3 separate regions of the Gossypium hirsutum genome follow, and regions 2 and 3 are each linked to region 1. A link is a contact called in public Hi-C data. All regions are on one chromosome and are shown on one strand. The core of a region is the stretch at or near the end of the contact, and the rest is flanking DNA. Distances in the headings are between cores, read along the strand shown.

The links. A called contact is a pair of places that touch in the nucleus more often than the background predicts.
Region 2: a Hi-C map of leaf shows a contact between it and region 1, with 3 times the contacts expected there. The contact joins the enhancer-like site here to the promoter of LOC107913617 in region 1. A contact is called at or near these places in 14 of 34 Hi-C or Micro-C datasets (anther, callus, fibers and 2 more).
Region 3: a contact with region 1 is called in a Hi-C map of fibers, with 1.7 times the contacts expected there. The contact joins the enhancer-like site here to the promoter of LOC107913617 in region 1. A contact is called at or near these places in 12 of 34 Hi-C or Micro-C datasets (anther, callus, fibers and 3 more).

What each region holds. Positions count from the first base shown.
Region 1 is chrD11:50,819,819-50,822,565 of Gossypium_hirsutum_v2.1, forward strand. LOC107913617 (pentatricopeptide repeat-containing protein At3g18970) reads right to left here and starts at 1,336. Exons shown (of 5, transcript XR_005920559.1): 1 at 1,147-1,336; 2 at 1-516.
Region 2 is chrD11:50,952,572-50,955,271 of Gossypium_hirsutum_v2.1, forward strand. No RefSeq gene overlaps it. Among protein-coding and RNA genes, the nearest start is that of LOC107913614, 26 kb to the right of the region's middle. Within about 2 kb of position 1,375, at least 1 of the 9 cell types and tissues checked has an H3K27ac peak or open chromatin away from gene starts, as enhancers often do. A contact at or near this core is called in leaf, where this site is marked.
Region 3 is chrD11:51,043,272-51,045,971 of Gossypium_hirsutum_v2.1, forward strand. The region is part of intron 1 of LOC107913613 (a long non-coding RNA gene); the gene reads left to right. Among protein-coding and RNA genes, the nearest start is that of LOC107913613, 5.3 kb to the left of the region's middle. Within about 2 kb of position 1,425, at least 4 of the 9 cell types and tissues checked have an H3K27ac peak or open chromatin away from gene starts, as enhancers often do. A contact at or near this core is called in fibers, where this site is marked.

The DNA.
Region 1 (2,747 bases), core at 86-2,585:
AAGGCAGTAGTTTTCAATTAGTTTGGCAAAAAAGGAGGGTTCTTTGAGGCCATTGGTGATTAACTGGGCATGGATTTGTTTAATGTGGTGTGAAGAAATTGGGTTTTGGAGGTTTAATAGAGGCAAGAAGCTGAACCTTGATAGAGACTGCATGTGCCCATAAAAGTAAATTGTTGGGATTAAGTCTCTTGTCTTTGATGATATAATATATCTCGATAGAAACTAAAAAGTATGAAGGAGGTTACTTCTGTGACTCTCTCGCCCTCAATACTTCCACTAACTACAATCCCATTTTCTTCTTCTGTCCAATTTTATCACGAGCAGTAAAACCATTTCTTTGTTGAACTATACTAAATCTCAAAACAAATCTGTTTTATGGTTGTTCAGCCATGAGAAAGACAAGAGCTGAACCTGCTTAAATGGGTCTTACTTGCAATGCTTTGTATGTTCTTGGTCCGCCTGAACTTGTTGTGATTGCTGGAGCAGCTGCTCTTGTATTTGGACCAAAAACGTTACCTGAAATTAGGAGTATTGGGAAAAACGTCATGAGTTTTCAACATATGCTCAATCTTAAATTTGGCTTTCATCTCTAATTGTATCTCAAATATCCAATGCTTTGAGAGCTACGGAACTAATTGGATTGTTTTGAAAACACTCATTCTATTGGATGTCTTGAATCCTTGCTAAAGTTTGCTCTACAAGCTTTGTTTTGTTAGAATCAAGAAGTGGAAGCAGATTACACAAAATACATCACTGAAATTTCATTGAACTTAAAGAACGAATAAATCAGTAAACCACAATAACTGGGATGACGAACAAATCCGTGAAATCCATTAGCAGCCGACTTATGATGATCAAATGTGTGAAAGACCGACCAGCGGGTACAATAACAAATTTCCTTACGATTTCTCCTACAACAACCATTGCAAGCCCATATTACTAACGCGCAAATGTTCTTGCGGTCCAAGGAATAAAAGGAGTTCAAAAAAGTATTCAACCAATGAAAAGAAACATGAGCTATAAAAAAAGAGAATTGCAATGAAAAAAAGAGAGATAATGGGTTCAGAAAACTGAAACTAAAACAGCATCCTAAATCTCAAAGTAGAGTCGTAAAGTAGCTTCCTTTGAGTTGGGTATTGGGTTTACCTCTAGGTTGCTCTTTGAACCACGGCCTATCTATTGTTTTGGAGAAAGATACTGGCATCTTTGGAGAGAAAGGTGAGGTCGCATGGGTGAGAAGGGTTTAAATTTAAAAACCTTTTTATTCGCTTGAAATTAATGCTTAAAATTTCGCAGCTATAGAGGTGGAGAGATTTACAAAGCTGACAACATTATTTTTTGTATTTAAAAGATTAATTAAATCCTTCTCAAACTTTTTGCAGCGAATTCAACCTCGATTAACAAAATTGATCAAATCCAATTAAGTGTTTTTATTAATATTCACGGTTACTATTTAATAACAATGCTGAACTCTGTGATAGTGTCATGTCAAAAAATAAAAAAACATTTTATAATTATTTTTTAAATAAATACACAATAAAAATGATTCTTCAATTTAATTTGAATTTGTACATACATTTATTTAGGTTTATTCTAAAATTATAAAAAAATTATAAAAACCAACAAAGTTTATAATAATTATTAGAAATTAATTAGCAACCATAAAATTTTATAATAAAATAATTTTTCTCATTTTGAAAAAAATTATTTTACTAATATAATTTATTTTTAAGTATATCAAACATTGAAATAACTTATTTCTATATTTAAGGACTTCATCATTATTTTAATAAAATTGAAGAAAACAATTTTTATAAAATTTTACAAAGACAATTTAATTTTTTTATAATTTTTTATGGTTTTTAATTAAATTCTAACAATTTTTTAAAATTAAATTCTTTCTAATTTTTTTATGGTTTTTAATTTTTTTTTCTAAATTTTCTAAATATTTATGGTTTTTAATTAATTTCTATCAGTTTTTTAAAAATCATGTTTTCTAAATTTGTATGGTTTTAATAAATTATTTTTTTTCTAAATTTTATAATATTTTATGGTTTTTAATTTTTAATTAAAGTAATACTTTCATAAATAAAATATTTAATAAAATAGTTAAAAAAATTTGACATTAACCATATTTAATAAAATGAAAGAACTTATAAAATTTATAAATTATAAACCAATTCATATTAGAATAATTTTTATCATTTCTATTTTAGTAAATAATATTATCAAATTTTAATATTTTAGTCACCCTTCCATTAAACCATTAATGGTGTCCTTTATTTATTTGCATAATAAAAAACTTAGCCCTCCAATATTTACAGATTCTATCAATTTAGTCCTAAATTAAAAATATCGAACAAATTTAGCCCTCAACTTCACACATTCTATTAATTTAGTTTAACTTCTTAAAAATTCAAAAGTAAAAAGTAAAAAAACTTTAAAAATAAACAAATTATTTAAAATTTCATTTTTTGATAAAAATATATAAGATTTTATAAAAACGCATACAAAATTATAAATAAATAAATACCCATTTTGTCACACCCTATATTATTTCTTTTATTAATTTGTGCGCAATAATGAAAACAAGAAAGTGTCTAGTTTAGTGGTTTAATGACTTCTTAGTTATCCTGATGGTCCAAGATTTAAGTCTTAATGTTCACACTCTTATAATTTTTTTATTACAATTATTCCATGTGACTTAAGTGCTTGTCGTCCACCCTCTTTGTTGCCTCAAATAAGTT
Region 2 (2,700 bases), core at 125-2,624, 130 kb after region 1:
ATAAGAGATGGTCAATTAGAACGGTTCACCCTTATAAGGAGAAGATCTATCCCTGATGAAGAGAAAGTATGAAGAAGTGCTTTTATTTTGAAATTCCTAGAAAATTCGAGTAGTTCAATGGGAGGTATAATGATTCCCGAGTGGTGTCCTCATTAAGGAGAGTGTATCCATTAATAGTGGATGGCTCCATTCGGGTGGTTAAGGATAGATGGTCACTTCTCACGGGTGATATGAGGCGCGCAAGTAGTTAATCACTGAGGAACCATCCAGGTTGTAGGGACGAAGGGCTACTTGCGGGTGCCTTTTCGATTTGTTTTTTATGTTGCCATGTGTCCCAGTTGGGGGTGGTATAACAATATTTTTTTTATTTTTAATAATTTATTTGATTTGAATCAGTTAGGCCGTTCAAATTAGGAACCTTGGGCCGCTTCAACTTGGCCGATTTTAATGTTAAAATAATAAAAAATAAAACTTATATTAATATTTAATTATAAAAATTAACACAAATTTTATATCAATTAATATAAATCAATATACAATTAATATTAATTTTTTAATCATCTATATTTAAAATGGGTCAATCGAAATGGTTGGGTTACATGTCCAATGAACACATCTTATTATCATTCAAGGAGTACATAACATTTTGTTTTTTGAAATTTTGAAAATATTTTTGGAACCAGACTAATGGTCGAACTGGTCAAACCAATCAGTTCCTATTTCAAATGGTCTGATTGGTTCAAAATTAATAAATTGTTAAAAAATAAAAAATATAAAAATATTAATATAAAAATTGGTTCAATTGTCGGTTCAATTGTTTATAAATTGATTCAACCACTTTGGATCAGTTTATGGATCAATTGATTTTTTACCCCTGATCGGGCCGAAAGTCTAGTTGATTCTCAATCCAACCAGTACCAAATTAGACAACATTGAATTTTGGAAAAAAAATTTATATATTTAAAATGATATTTTTAATTTTTTGAATTTTGAATTTTTTATTTTATAAATTTTGATTTTTAAAAATTATATTTTTCTTCTTTTTATTTAAAATATTGGAAAAAAATAAATTTTAAGTTTTTTTTTACTTTTAAAGGGTAATGACCAAATTGACAAAAAAATAAAAATATTGAGTGTTAAAAAAATTATTTTATCTTTTTATAACAGTCACTAATGACAAAATTAAACGGAGGGACCAAGGCCTTTAAATCAGAAAAATATAACAACTCAATGTCTCAAAATAAAAATCTAAAAATTAAATTTTAAATTAAAAATATAATCACAAAATATAAATACAGACCCATTATCGTGTCCACTAAAGGGATTTGGGTTATCCAAAATGAAGGATAAGGCCTATGAAGTTGACTGGTCCATTAGAAGTTGGACAATTTCTTTGATATGCTAATGGCTTAACTAGAAACCCATTAAAATTTTGAGTTAGGCATAAGCTCAAACACGGTTTCTTCTTCATATTAACAAGTAGAAATATCTTAGTTGAATTCAAATCACTTAATAGTGATTGGTACTTTCCCGTGTTATAATTTCAACTAAATGTGATTTTTTAGGATGTAATAATCAGGAATATAATTGATGAAAAAGTTATTTTATAATGTTTAGTGAACATTGAAAAGTATTAATTAAAATTATTGAAAAACAATATTATCATGTTTGGTTCATTAAATACTTTACTAAGAATATAATGATAATTGTCGATTGAGTCTTAGCTCGATTGATATGAGCATTGTTGTCAATGCAGGAGGACATAAGTTTAAGTGTGCTAAAGTGAATTATCCTCCTATTTATGGGTTGGGGAGGAGCACATATGATCAGAACTTATAACGAGATTGTTTCAAAAAAATAATATAATAATAATTTACAAACTTACCCTTATTAAATAAAAATAATATCCATGTGCTTAATATTTTACAATAAACAATAAACTTTATTAGTAATAAATCTTGGAATTAAATAATTAATAATATTTTAATTGATAATTTTGATTGAAAATAAAATTATTTCAAAATTATCTTGCATATATATTCTAAATATAACAATGCATACATAAAATCCTTCGTATAAAAAACTTGTTTTGGAATGAATACTATAATGAATTGAAACTCAAGTCAATATATTGAAAGGGAAAGATAAGAAAGCAACATAAAATAAATATAACATGTAAATGATTAAATATGTTTATCGAAAATAAATTTAAAAAAATTTACTTGTAAAGAATCCATTGAAATAACAAGAAAATTGGTTTACATTCAATTAATATCCTAAATCAAAAATAAAATGGGGCTAATCTTATCTTTAATATATTTTTAACTTTTCAACCTATACGAAAAAGTAATTCTTTTACCATTTATCATAAGAATTATATTGACATGTTTATAAGGAAGTAGTTTTCGAAGGAAAGTTAAATTTTAAAGAAAGTAATTCTTTTACATATCAAATTTTGACTCACTTTTCAACTGATTAAACACACAAAGATACCTTATATGTTAATTATTTGCAAAATAAAATTTAAGATAAAAAGGTGGCAATGGCAGGCACCTATGCTTTTTGGTGGAAACTTCAAGCATTGCCCATGAGGAAATTAATGACCCAATGTGCTAAATCACATGTCTTTTGGTTTGGGCACATGATCCACGCCACTCTACCTCAACCTAACCATTTACTCCTCGCTTTTATACTTATTTT
Region 3 (2,700 bases), core at 175-2,674, 220 kb after region 1:
CTCTCCTCAGGCACTCCATAGAAACCCGTACAACGCCAAGTATTTTCTTCCCCATCATCTTCTATCATCACGTCAATGTGTCTTCCCAAAAATGATCACAAAACTACCCTACAAGTTTCTTTCCAACCCAACGCTAGACCACCACTTCGGCCATTCAAATCCACATTTCTTTCTAACTACAACCATTCGAGATGCACTCAACTTCGTCTCAATCAAAAAGACCACAGATGGATTTAAGCCTCGCAACATGTGTCAGAGACGTTGAATCATCCGAGGTCTCCTAAAACCTTGGATATTCCAACTTATGAGTTTCATTATGTCGGCTGGCCTACTTATCAAAGCTTGCCGATATCATAGTTTCTGAGTTTTGTGCCAAAATACCCATAATTTCCTTTGAAACATTTGAATCCCCATTCTCTACCTCATTCAGTTTCGTATGTGGCCTTTTAAAACCTTCCGAGTGATGAATCGGTGTATCCTCCCCCTTCACAAGCGACATTTCTTTGTCATAGTTAACATTACTGTAATGACCATTAAGTTCTAGCCCGTGTCTCCCTTTGGGCCTACAAGCCTCAATACCATCTCCTTATTCAGTTGAATTTGGGATACATTAGAATTCAAGGCACCCAAAACTCCTTGGTTTAAGGGATAAGATTTGAAAGAATCACCCTTAATCCCATCCGCATTGATTGTGGAGTTTCTAAAATTAATCCCTCTTCCCTCCCTTTCCTCAATCAACCATTTTCTCTTCCACATGGAAGCCCTCTACGACAGAGCGTGTAAAGAAATATCCCACAGAAAAACAATCTCATGCTTCGGTGTTGTAGCCTGCAATGGACAGAAACTTTTCCCATGGATTAACTTCCCACACAAAAAACAAAATAAAGATAGTTTCTCATAAGCGAAATGAGCTTATGCACATGTACAATTTGGAAGCATGAATCTCCTCTTTCTGCATAGTAGCTTACGCACATCCAATCTCACCCTGATATGCATGGCTTTCTTATTCCCTACTTGAGGCGTTATAACATCATACTTAAGAAACATCCCAATAGACTTTCCTAAATGTTTTGCAACAATTTTTGACATAAAACTATGTGACATATCATGAGCCAAAACCCAAAAATTAACCCAATTTAACTCAACACCCAAGGGGTTCTTTCCCTTCACCAGGCGGTGAAGAATTAGCAGACAGGAGTTAAAACTCCAAGGTCTATCCTTCTCAATTCTATCCACATTTGCTTCGAGGTAGAAACGAAATAACTAGTGACCCTCTTCTAGATCTGAAATGGAAAACCCTCCAATTGAATGCCAAACATTTGCAAGAGTCGTCCGAATTGCTTAGAAGTTTACAACGCTAGAAGTCAAGAAAATTCCCACAAAACAATTTTCATATGTAAGATCTTTCTCCACTGAATCCACTCTTAGTTGGAGTGTATCCTCCTCCTCATCTTCTAACGACAGATCCACTGTCGCTTTCTCCATTCAAAGTACACACTTTACCCAAAAATAGAGAACCCAAAGAAATCAAAATCACAAAGACATGCAAAAAAGCAGAGACTGCTAAAAAGCAGAAAAATACGTGCCAAAGCGACAAATAAAATATTTTTACAGCAGAAAACATGGAGTTATTAAACACTCTATTAGTAATATATTTATATAACTTTTTTCAAAATAATGGTTATTCATTAAAAAAAAAACTACCCCAAAGAAAAAAGTGAAAAAAAGAAAAGAAAGAACGAATGCACCATGCTATCAGTTATTCATCAAAAGAATATCGATACAGACACATTTGTAATACAATTTGGAGGTTGATGCAACCAAACCATATTTTGCATTAAACTCACATGAGCGACCACAACACATGTAGGAATCCACATTACATAAATCTTAACACGTTGGTCTATTATTATTATTGTTATTATTATATTCATTTCGTAATTTGAAGTTTTTATTTCGTAATCATATCGCATAATTTAAATATATGCTTTTATAAAAATAATTTATAATATTCAAAAGTTAATTATTTATACACGAGTTTCATTTATTAAAATTTAAAAATAGATGTTTGTCTATAATTAATATCAAATCGTGCAAAAATGATTGTTCATGCACCTTGGGCCTAGGTTTTAAATTCACATGTACCTTTTTGTCTATTAATTGTATTCAGAATCGATGACACGTTTGATACGACAAATTCTCGAGAACCATAATAATTTAATTCATCCACCTAAATGATCCCAAAAGTTACACCAATCCAATTTTAGGACCCATTTTTTTATCTATTTCTTTTTTATTAAAATTTTCTATTAATCCCTGTACTTTGTAAAAGTTATAGATTTAGTCCTTATACTTTAATTTAATCATTCTTAGCTCCTATATCTTTTAAAATTTGAAATTTTAATCATCGCCAAATAATAATTGTTAAATTCATTTTGTTAAGTTCTGTTATTTCTAAAATTTGATGTGACAAACATATCATCATATGTGCAATACTATATGAGTTTGTTATTTCCACATGTTACTCACTAAAAAATTAGTAATGGATTAGCAACTTTCATTTTCCTCTAGATTGAAATTTCAAAATTTGAAAAATATAGGGGCTTAGAATGATTAAATTAGCGAATATAGACTAAATTCATAATTGTACGCATAGTACAAAACTAGTAATTGAATTTAAACAAACTGATTTAACTATTT